Linked DNA regions of Mus musculus: region 1 is linked to region 2. A link is a contact called in public HiChIP or PLAC-seq data. All regions are on one chromosome and are shown on one strand. The core of a region is the stretch at or near the end of the contact, and the rest is flanking DNA. Distances in the headings are between cores, read along the strand shown.

Region 1 (4,918 bases), core at 185-2,684, 38 kb before region 2:
TTGTTGTTCTGTTACTGCTTGCCTGTTTCTCATTCTCTTACTCTCTTCCTTTTTAGTTAAGTATTTTATTCTAGTAATGTGTTTTGATTCCTTATTTGGTCTCTATTGAAGAGTATTGTTTTGTGGTTACCATTAGGCCTACAGTAAAACTTGTTTTGATTATAACAAACTGTTTTGAAATGATGTCAGCTTAAGCATATGGAAAGTCATAAAAAGGAAAAGTTTGTAACTATACTGTTAAAAACTGTTCCTGGCATGGTGGTGCATGTCTTTAATCGTGTACTCTGGAGACAGAGGCAGGCAGAGCTCTGTGAGTGTGAGGCCAGCCTGGTCTACATCGTGAGTTTAAGGCCCGCTAGAGCAGCTCCGTAGTGAAACCTTGCCTCAAAATGAATAAATCTTTATCACTGGGGCCAGGACAATGGCCAAGCAGGGAAAAGTCTTTGGTTTGATCCTCAGGACCCACCTGGGAGAAAGAGAACTGGCTTCTTCCCCAGGTTGTCCTCTGATCTCCATATGCATGTGATGGTGTGTGCATGTATGTGCATGTATGTTTATATCACACAAGTAAATAACTGAATGAAAAACAATGCATCCTCGTACCTGGAGACTGAGACAGAGGGATTGCCACAAAATTAAGACCAGGTTAGCCAGGGCTACAGTGTAAGACTGGTCTGCAAAACAAAAAAGATATGGAGGTGTTATAGAAGAATTCCATGGCTAGAAATATACTTAACATTTCTCTCTCTCTCTCCCTTCCTCCCTCCCTCCATCTCTCCTCCTCTCTCTGACCCTCTCTCTTCCCCTTTCTCTCCCTCCCTCTCCCCATATGCGACATCCCTTACCCGCCCCCCCCCCATGTGTGTGTGTGTGTGTGTGTGTGTGTGTGTGTACTTGAGACAGTCTCATTTGATATCTCTTTCTTGGAACTTACTTTGTAGACCATGTTGGCCTTGAATTCATGGAGATCCCCAGCTTTTGCCTCCTGAGTTCTAGGATTAAGTGCAATGGCACAATAAATATTTTTAAAGGGTATAGAATTTTTTTTTTTTTTTTTTTTTTTTTTTTGGGTTTTCGAGACAGGGTTTTTCTGTAGCCCTGGCTGTCCTGGAACTCACTCTGTAGACCAGGCTGACCTCGAACTCAGAAATCCGCCTGCCCCTGCCTCCGGAGTGGTGGGATTAAAGGTGTGCGCCACCACGCCCGGCTATGGCTATAGAATTTAAATGCAGGTTTACAGAGGAAAAGACAATAGACATATTTTTGGCTGCTATACATAGTTTGTGTTTCAAAGACTACAATGGATAATCGGTTAATTATCAACATTACAATTGCTCTGAGGCAGGAGGAACTGGCATTCAGAACCTGTCTGGGCCAGTAGGGAGACCTTTGTCAGAGAAGGGAGGGAGGAAGTTGGCTCTTAGGTTTAATTGAATGCACTTTAAAAAATGACGTAGCCATTTATATTTACATATGTGAGTACACTGTAGCTGTCTTTAGACACACCAGAAGAGAGCATCAGGTCCCATTAAAGATGGTTGTGAGCCACCATCTGGTTGCTGGGAATTGAACTCAAGACCTCTGCAAGAGCAGTTTGTGTTCTCAACACTGAGCCATCTCTCCAGCCCCACCATTTATTTTTAAATGCTACTAGTAGACTAGAAAATGGCTTTAGGCTATAATCTATAATTGGCTTCCAGACTTCCAGTGGGCTGAGAGAGAAAAAGGCACAGGGAAGGCGTGTAGTATAGAAAGGCTTCTTCACAGGACTTGGTGAGGTCATACAGGTACATGACTGCATTTTACTCCAAGGGAACTGAAGATATAGCTGGCTTTATGCTTAGGAAGTAGAAGAAAACACAGATATTTTACATGAAAGTGCTACATTCACGTGTTAATTGTCGTTGGTTAAGCAGAGGGCTGGGAGCTTACACACTGATAAAGGACTCCTGTCATAGGAAACTATTATGCTTTAGTTGTCAGTGGCTCTCCGGTCTGTGGTTTTGTGTGTGCTCTCCCGACACTATGGGAACAAATGACGAGTTTGCAGTTGGTGGTTGACACAACTGAATGCAAGCAAAATGCTAAGTACTGAAGTCATGTGCTGTGCTGTGGCATACGTGACATGACGCAAGAGTACAGGGGGAAGAGGGAGAGCCCTATCGTAAGTAAGTGGGTTCTTAGTGTTGGTGGCTGGTTTGCCACTAGTGTATTGCAGTTGGCTTGTTTATGCGTCCTAACAATTGCCGTGCTGTAAATTAAAATGTTATTTATGAACTCATTTTCTTTATTTAGTTTTGTTTCTGATACTTTGCCTGCATTTATGTTTGTGAGTGCCCAGTGCCCTCAGGGGTCAGAAGAGGGGGTTGCATCCTGTGCTGCTTGGTGTTTGTCCCTGACATAAACTCAGACAGATATGGGAAGAGGGACTCTAAAGTAAGAAGCGCCTCCATAAAATTGGCATGTAGGCAAGTCTGTAAGAATTTTTCTCTTTTCTTTTTTTCTTTTTGAGACAAGGTGTTTTTTATATAGCTCTGTCTGTCTTGGAACTCACTCTGTAGACCAGGCTTTCAGGAATCTTCCTGTAGGTTACCATGCCTGCCTGTAAGGCATTTTCTTGATTAGTGATTGACATGGGAGGACCTAGCTTTCTTGGGGCGGTGCCACTCCTGAGTGGATTTAAGAAAGAAGGCTGACATCATCAGAGAAGATTCCTCTTGCAACGGATAGTAACAAATATGGAAACTCACAGACAGATAGTATGCAGAGTGACTGTGTTTGGAGTACTTAGTTCTAAATGGGATGTCTCCATTAAATCTCCTCCCCTCAGGGCTCAGGGAACCCTGCAGAAAAGGAGGGGGAAAGATTATAAGAGCCAGGAATGTAAGAGGCAGAGGGGATGGAGGACACCAGGAATTAAGACTCCCTAATTCAACATGATAAAAGCCCACACGAACTCACAGAATCTGAGGCAGTGTGCACAGGGCCTGCATGGGTCTGCACCAGGACCTCTGAATATTTATTATAGCTTCCAGTTTAGTGTCTCTTTCCCTTTCCCTTCCCCTTCCCCCCCCCCCTCTCTTTGTTTCTTTGGTTTTTTGAGACAGGGTTTCTCTGTGTAGCCCTGGCTGTCCTGGAACTCACTTTGTAGACCAGGCTGGCCTGAAACTCAGAAATCTGCCTGCCTCTGCCTCCTGAGTGCTAGGATTAAAGGTGTGTGCCACCACCGCCTGGCCTCCAGTTTAGAGTCTTGTCCAGCTCCACCCCCTCCCCCCTCCCGACAGTATTCCTCTGTGTAGTCCTTGGCTGTCCCAGATCTCACTCTGTAGATCAACCTGCCTCTGTCTCCCAAGTGCTGGGATTCAAGGCCTGTGCCACCATGCCCAGACGTTTAATGTTTTTATGGGATTCCGGAGTGTGAGAAGGAATGGGTCTCTGGTTCTTGTGCCTTCTCTTGTCTTGTCCAATACCAGTATGACAGTTTTTGTTTTATCTTAAGTATATTTTACTATGTTGTATTTTATTTTTATCCCTTAGAAGCCTGTTTTGTTTTGTTTTTCTCCATAATGGGAGACAGAAAGGTCTAGATGGGAAGGGGATGTCCAGGAACTGGGATGGGTAGAAGGAAGGGAGACTGTAATCAGGATATATATATATTATGTGAGAAAAAAAAACCCCACTACTTTCAATAAAAGGGGAAAAAATAAAAATTAAAAGAAGAAATCAGGCTAAGCAGCCATGAGGGAGCCAGCCAGTAAGTAAGCAGTTCCTCCGTCCTCCCTGCTTCAGCTCCGGCCTCCAGGTTCTCTGCTTGAGTCCGGCCTCCACTTCCTTTGTTGGTGGACCATGGTAGAGAAGAATAAGAGGAGATGAACCCCATCTTCCCCAAGTTGCTTTTGATTATAGTGTTTGTCACAGCAGTAGAAACCCTAACAAAGACAGATCCCCTGGGATTGGAGTTAGGGTGTTTGTGAGCTGCTGTGAGTTCAGGGGAATGAGCCAAGGCTTTCTTGAAGAGCATACTACAGTGCTTTCTTTCCCAATACAAGAAAAGAAGGTATGGTGGAAAGTCAAAAAGAAGAGAGAGGTAGGTAGGTCCTGCCTGGTGTTTCTTCATGTGCCACTTACAAGTATACGTTGAATGTCTGTCTTATGTGGGACAGAATTCTCATGGCTGAGAAGTATAAGGTGAATGCCTGTCGTATGTGGGGCAGTACTCTTTGGGGGAAACATGGACATATGGAACCTAGAGCTCTATGGAGGATACTAGTGATGGTTTGAATATGCTTAGCCCAGGGAGTGGCACTATTTGGAAGTGTGGCCTTGTTTTGGAGTAGGTGTGTCACTGTGGGTATGGGCTTTAATACCCTAATCCTAGCTGTCCTGGAAGTTAGTACTCTGCTAGCAGCCTTCAGATGAAGATGTAGAACTCTCAGCTCCTCCTGTACCATGCCTGCCTGGATGCTGCCATGCTCTTGCCTTGATGATAATAGACTGAACCTCTGAACCTGTAAGCCAGCTCCAATTAAATGTTGTCCTTATAAGAGTTGCCATGGTCATGGTGTCTGTTCACAGCAGTAAAACCCTAAGACAGTAGGGGAAAATTATTTTAAAAATACTTACATGCATGTAAAATTACAAAATTGAGAAAGGATACAGGAGGCATTGAGATGACTCAGCAGGTAAAGGCGCTTGTGGCCAGGCCTGAGGCCCTGTGCTTGCTTCCTGGGACCCACATAGATAGCAGTGCAAGGGCACCAACTCCAATGGCGTCAGGCCCCCCCCCCCCCAACTCTGGAGAAGGTGGGCCCGAGGGACAGGTCTATATAGATGTGCTTTGGAGTGACATCAGCCACAGAGAGGACTGCGATGATGAACCTCCTACAACCTCTGTGACTGGAGTGAGGAATGGCTTAGA
Region 2 (5,327 bases), core at 571-3,070:
GGGCCCTCTCCAGTCAGTCACTAATTAAGAAAACGCCTTACATGCCCCCCCCCCCCCAGCCAGATCTTCTGCAGGCATTTTCTGAGTTGCATCATCCCTTCTTCTGATGGCTATCTCGTGTCAAGGTGCCATAAAACAAGCCAGCACACAGGATCCTGGAAGTGTGTAGATCAGGCTGGCTTTGAACACAACAGAGGCCCCCCTGCCTTTTTCTCCTGAGTGCTGGGATTAAAGGTGTGCACAACTATGCCTGGTGTCAACACAATGCACCTCCCCCTTCCCAAAGCTACTCCAAGTGGGCCTGTCAGTCACCTGAGGAGAAACAAAAAACCCACAAAACACACACACACACACAACAACCCATCAAAACCAAACCAACTGTTTGTTCTAGAGACATTTGAGTTTTAAACCCTTTCTAAGGATATAGGCTGGCACCATGAATCTCCTTGGCCTGTGTCTATTTTTGCCCCTTGTTTTTAATTTATGTGTATGAGTACACCACTGCTCTCTTCATACACACAAGAGGACATCAGATCCCATTATAGATGGTTGTGAGCCACCATGTGGTTGCTGGGAATTAAACTCAGGAGCTCTGGAAGAACAGTTGGTGCTCTTAACCGCTGAGCCATCTCTCCAGCCCCATTCTTGCTCCTTGTGAGCAGGCTTTTATGCCAACAGTCTTTTTGGCCATTGTTTCTCTCTCCTTTGGGTTCCTTCACTTTCCAGTACTAAAGCCCATTTATCTTCAACAGTGCTCTCTTGTGTGCCTCATCTGAATTATTTCATTGACAATCACAAGAAATGAAGAGCTCAGGTGAGTTCAGATGGAGAGCCAAACAAAGGTCTAGAAGTTGCAGGTCCAGAGCCAAATTATCTTGTGCTATCTTTAGGAAGAGCCAAGAACGATATTCATCCAAAGCAGCACACAGCTCTGGTCTAACACACATCTCCCGACTAGTACGGAGAAGCTTGGGATTTTCAGGGGGTTGGGGGTGGCGAATGAAAACTGATTCAAGAAGGAAAAGCTAACGTTTGGCACTTAGGATGGTACTCGAATCACGTGTGAATTTATTGTTATTCAACAAACCCTTGACATTGTAAGAAAATGCGACCACGTCTCACGCGTAGTGCAGGGCTGGGTCTGCGAAGGCTGATGCACCAAGATCCCAAGTGTGAGGCCAGCTTGAACTACACGTGTTTTCTCGGGTCAGGCTGATATAAAAGGAAGAGAGCACCCCACAAACCAACCAAAAAGGTTCTCCTTGGGAGCTAGTGTTTAAGTAGGGATTGATTTCGCCTACTTTTCTCCTCAGTATGCCTTCAGCATGGTATGACTGACTCTCACCAACACCTCAGAAAGGCTGAGATGACTGGTGCTCACCAAGTCAGACGCCCAATAAACGGCAAAAAGAAAGCATTCTGAGTAACGTCCCTCAAGCCGGAAGGCAAATGCGGAGCACCAGCCAGGTCCGGTTGCACATGTCTGGCGACGCTAGCCGATGTGCCGCCGCCCCACCTTTGCAGTCCCATAGCAGTGCCTGGGCTCGGCGGCTGCGATCGCCCACACAGCCGGAGGACAGGTCGAGACACTCCACTAGCAGTCCCCAAGGCTGCGGTCCCCTGGACAGCAACTTCCGGCTATCCTACTCTGTCGAAGTCCCTTTTCTGGGCTCCCGCGAGAGCTCGAGTCGCGGTAAACTCTGTTCCGCATGAGGACTGGGCGGCTTGACCGGAAGGGCGGGCTTTGGACATGTAGCCAATCACATACCATGCTATGTCGAAGCAGCCAATCGGAGAGGCCTGGCGCCTTTAAGGGCCTCCGTGGGCACGTTCTCGCTTCCATTCGGTCCTCCTTTTGTTAACGCTCTGGCATCATGTCTACGCCAGCTCCCGCGCAATCCGGCGCCATCGCGCTTTGGGCGAGCATGGCCATGGGGAGTAGAGAGGTGGAAACCGAGCTGACGCCTGCCTGACCCTGGCGATGGTGGCGCGCGCCGGGAAGGACTGATTGGAGAATGGCGCCAAATGGGTAGGAACAGGTCGTGATGTCCGCCGAATGTTGTGTAGCAGGCGGGACAAAAGAGCGATCTCAGGCCTCATCTCGTCTCTTTTGTAGGTCACGGATGGCGAGGGGGCACAGGAGCTCTCGATGTGACCTGGCGCTGTGGATGTGATGCACAGCAGCTTGAGTGGGACTGCTCCGCTGTCCTCATGAGAGAACGCTTTTTCTGAAGATGGGAGGTGGCTAATGAAAGAAGGTGAGGTCTCTCGGGCCCTTGCTGTCTCCAGTGCGATGGGAACTGCACGGGTACGGAAACTTAGGGCCCACAGAACTTTGTTTGAGTTTGGGAATAGGGCATCGAGGGTGGATAGCTTTCAGGACTAGGCGATTTTATTGGAGCCCAGTGATTAAAACCTTTGACTTCTTTGTATCCTTCAAATGATACAAAATTCAATTCCAACAAGTTTTTTTTACCTCCTATTTTACTGAGAATTGAAGTCATCAAGGAATTAATTTATTCATGTTTTTCCATTATATATGCTTTTATCTTATTTGGATGAAATCAACATTTTGCTGGGTTTTTCCTTTTATTTTTATTTTTTTAAATAAAACGCAGCCCATGAACTTCTGGGGAATCGGGTGCTATGGTACAAGTGTTTGCTTGACTGTCAAGAATACAAGGCTGTGTGTTTATCCTTAGGTGAGGTTTTTCACAATTGGCAGTGAGTTAAGTGAAGTTCAGTCTGGTCTCATGTAATCAGCTCTCAGCACATCGGGGTTTTTATCTTGCAGTGCTGGGACTCAAGCCCAGGATTTGTGCATGATTTCAGTCACTGCATCACCAACCTACGCTTGCCTTTAGAACAGATACAATTTTATCTTACTGAGCTGGGCTTGTCTCCTAGAGTCCGTTTTCAACCTGGGGGTGATCTTTCTGAATGGGTCTCCCATGAAGCTGGGAGTAAAGGTTCAGGCCAGTTTTAGAGTAGAGGTCTAACCCCACCCTGTAAAAACATTCATTTTGTTTTTTTAGACAGGTCTCATGTAACCCGGGCTAGATTAGACTTGCTGTGTAGCTTGGCATGACTGTTCTATTGATCATCTTGCCTCCACCTCCCCAGTGGTGTGTGTTCCTGCCAAGCCCAGTTAATGTGCTGAAGGTTGAACCTTAGGGCTCTGGGAACACTAGGCTTTACCAGCTGCACCCTATCTCTTCTCCAAAGAAACTCCATTCACATTAGCTGTCCCTTTGTCCCCCAGTCCCTAGGAGCACCTGTACCTGTAGATTGCCTGTTCTGTATGATTCACATAGATGGGATAATAGACTAGTGCATCGGAGTTTTTTCTTTAGTACATAGGATTTTTGTGGCTGGCTTTTCTCCTACAGAATAATGGTAAGAGGTCATCCTTATTGCCAGCAGCGGTGGCAGTGTGTGCCTTTAATCCCTGCAGAGGCAGCAGATTAAAGGGCAGAGCACTTGCCAGCCTGCTCTACAGAGTGAGTGAGTTCTTGGACAGCCAGTCAGTGCTACACAAAGAAACGCACAGGTAAAACAGCTATGCCGAAAAATAAAAATTTTCAAAAAGTATCAAGGTTATGATTGGAGAAAATTTTGTGAAGTGAATAGTACCCGAAGAATACTTTGGTTTTCCAACATTGTTAACATAGTAAAAGAACATGAGGTACTAAGTGCCACGACACTACCGGAGAAGCAGGAATCCTAGGCTGTGAAGACACAGCATGAGTACAGCAACTCTTACAGGAAGCCATCATGCTGGGGCTGGCTTACAGTTGTAGGGGTTGGTCCGTTGTGCTGGGGCTGGCTTACCGTTGTACGGGTCAGTCCTATATGCTGGGACAGCCAGGCAGGAAGGCATGGTGCTGGCACCGTTGCTTCACATCCTGCTTTGCCAGCAGAGAGCAAGACTCACTGCATGGGCTTTTGGTTTCCAACAAGGCCACACCTCCTAATCCTTCCCGGACAGCTCACCTGGGGACAGATCATGCGAATACATGAGGGGCCATGTCAGACCACCACACGGGCTAAGTGGTTTCAGAAACATAATCTGCTGAGATTCTCACAAAAGGGGGTGCTGCAGCTGAGGAGAAAGCCTGGGAGCATCTCAGTGAGATGCCTGTTTAATTGGGTGCCTGCTGCTGAGGGTCTCCTAGGAGAGATGCAGGGGTCCTGAGAGTCCCTCTGACAAGCCCTGTGGCTATACTGCTCTGAATTCTGGTAATGTGATACATTGTAATACTGACAGATGGGGGACTGCAAAAGGCATTTACTTAAATGTCATAGACCTTTAACTAAAACAGCAACGTTAAGAGACATTAGAGAACTTGGTGGGCATGGAGTGCTCTGAGCTCTTTGCTGTTTCCGCTAGTGGCTGCATATCCGATGATTAAACTCTTCACTGCTGTTCACATACTGAGCCGTTGTGATTATTGAGGAACTAATGAGGATATGCAAGCTTTCCTAAAGGAGATGCGGCAGCCACAGGCCTCAGCCCCTGGCACACGATTTAAAATACAATCTTTTTTCAGGAATTGTGTTCTCGGTGATGCCTGGAAGAGATGCGTGACGTTGGAAGATGATTACGAAATACAGGAAAGGTAGAGTCATTTGTTTTGTATATATTAAATATTCTGAGTGATACAGTCTGGGAAAGATTATGAAGTAAAGACTGGAATCCTAAAGGCTTTGGTGAAATCTTAATTACCTATTTTCGGGGTGGCAGAGAACTTTTATTTAGACAATCATTGTGTCCTTGTTGGTGTGGAGGTCAGAGGACGACTTGGAAGTTTCTCCAACCCAGGCCTCCTGTCTTAACGACAGGCCTTTGTGTGTGTGGGTGTTTTGTCTGCACCGTGTGCATACATGGTGCCTGAGAAGGCTGTAAGGGGGCATCAGATCCCCTGCCACTGCAGTTGGAGAGTGAAGCTGCCATGTGTGTGCTATGAATCGGACCCCAGTCCTCTTAACTCTTAAGCAGTCTGTCTTAGTCAGGGTTTCTATTCCTGGACAAACATCATGACCAAGAAGCAAGTTGGGAAGGAAAGGGTTTATTCGGCTTACACTTTTCCACATTGCTGTTCATCACCAAAGGAAGTCAGGACTGGAACTCAAGCAGGTCAGAAAGCAGGAGCTGATGCAGAGACCATGGAGGGATATTACTCACTGGCTTGCTCAGCCTGCTCTCTTATAGAACCAAGACTACCAGCCCAGAGATGGTCCCACCCACAAGGGGCCTCTCCCCCTTGATCACTGATTGAGAAAATGCTTTACAGCTGGATCTCATGGAGGCATTTCCTCAACTGAAG

The links. HiChIP or PLAC-seq counts read pairs in DNA pulled down with a chosen protein or histone mark.
Region 1: a contact with region 2 is called in an H3K27ac HiChIP or PLAC-seq map of embryonic stem cells, with 8 read pairs. The contact joins the enhancer-like site here to the promoter of 5430416N02Rik in region 2. A contact is called at or near these places in 3 of 39 promoter capture datasets (the C10 cell line and the HPC-7 cell line), 12 of 484 Hi-C or Micro-C datasets (B cells, the C10 cell line, CD8 T cells and 7 more), 7 of 115 datasets of contacts at active chromatin or transcription factors (the HPC-7 cell line, the SCID.adh cell line, bone marrow-derived macrophages and 1 more) and 2 of 9 other capture datasets (adipose tissue and liver).

What each region holds. Positions count from the first base shown.
Region 1 is chr5:100,463,962-100,468,879 of GRCm38.p6, reverse strand. The region is part of intron 4 of Lin54 (lin-54 homolog (C. elegans)); the gene reads left to right. Among named protein-coding and RNA genes, the nearest start is that of Lin54, 34 kb to the left of the region's middle. Within about 2 kb of position 1,434, at least 64 of the 459 cell types and tissues checked have an H3K27ac peak or open chromatin away from gene starts, as enhancers often do. A contact at or near this core is called in CD8 T cells, the HPC-7 cell line, bone marrow-derived macrophages and 3 more, where this site is marked.
Region 2 is chr5:100,426,028-100,431,354 of GRCm38.p6, reverse strand. 5430416N02Rik (RIKEN cDNA 5430416N02 gene) reads left to right here and starts at 1,820. Exons shown (of 5, transcript NR_034038.1): 1 at 1,820-2,029; 2 at 2,117-2,258; 3 at 4,551-4,619.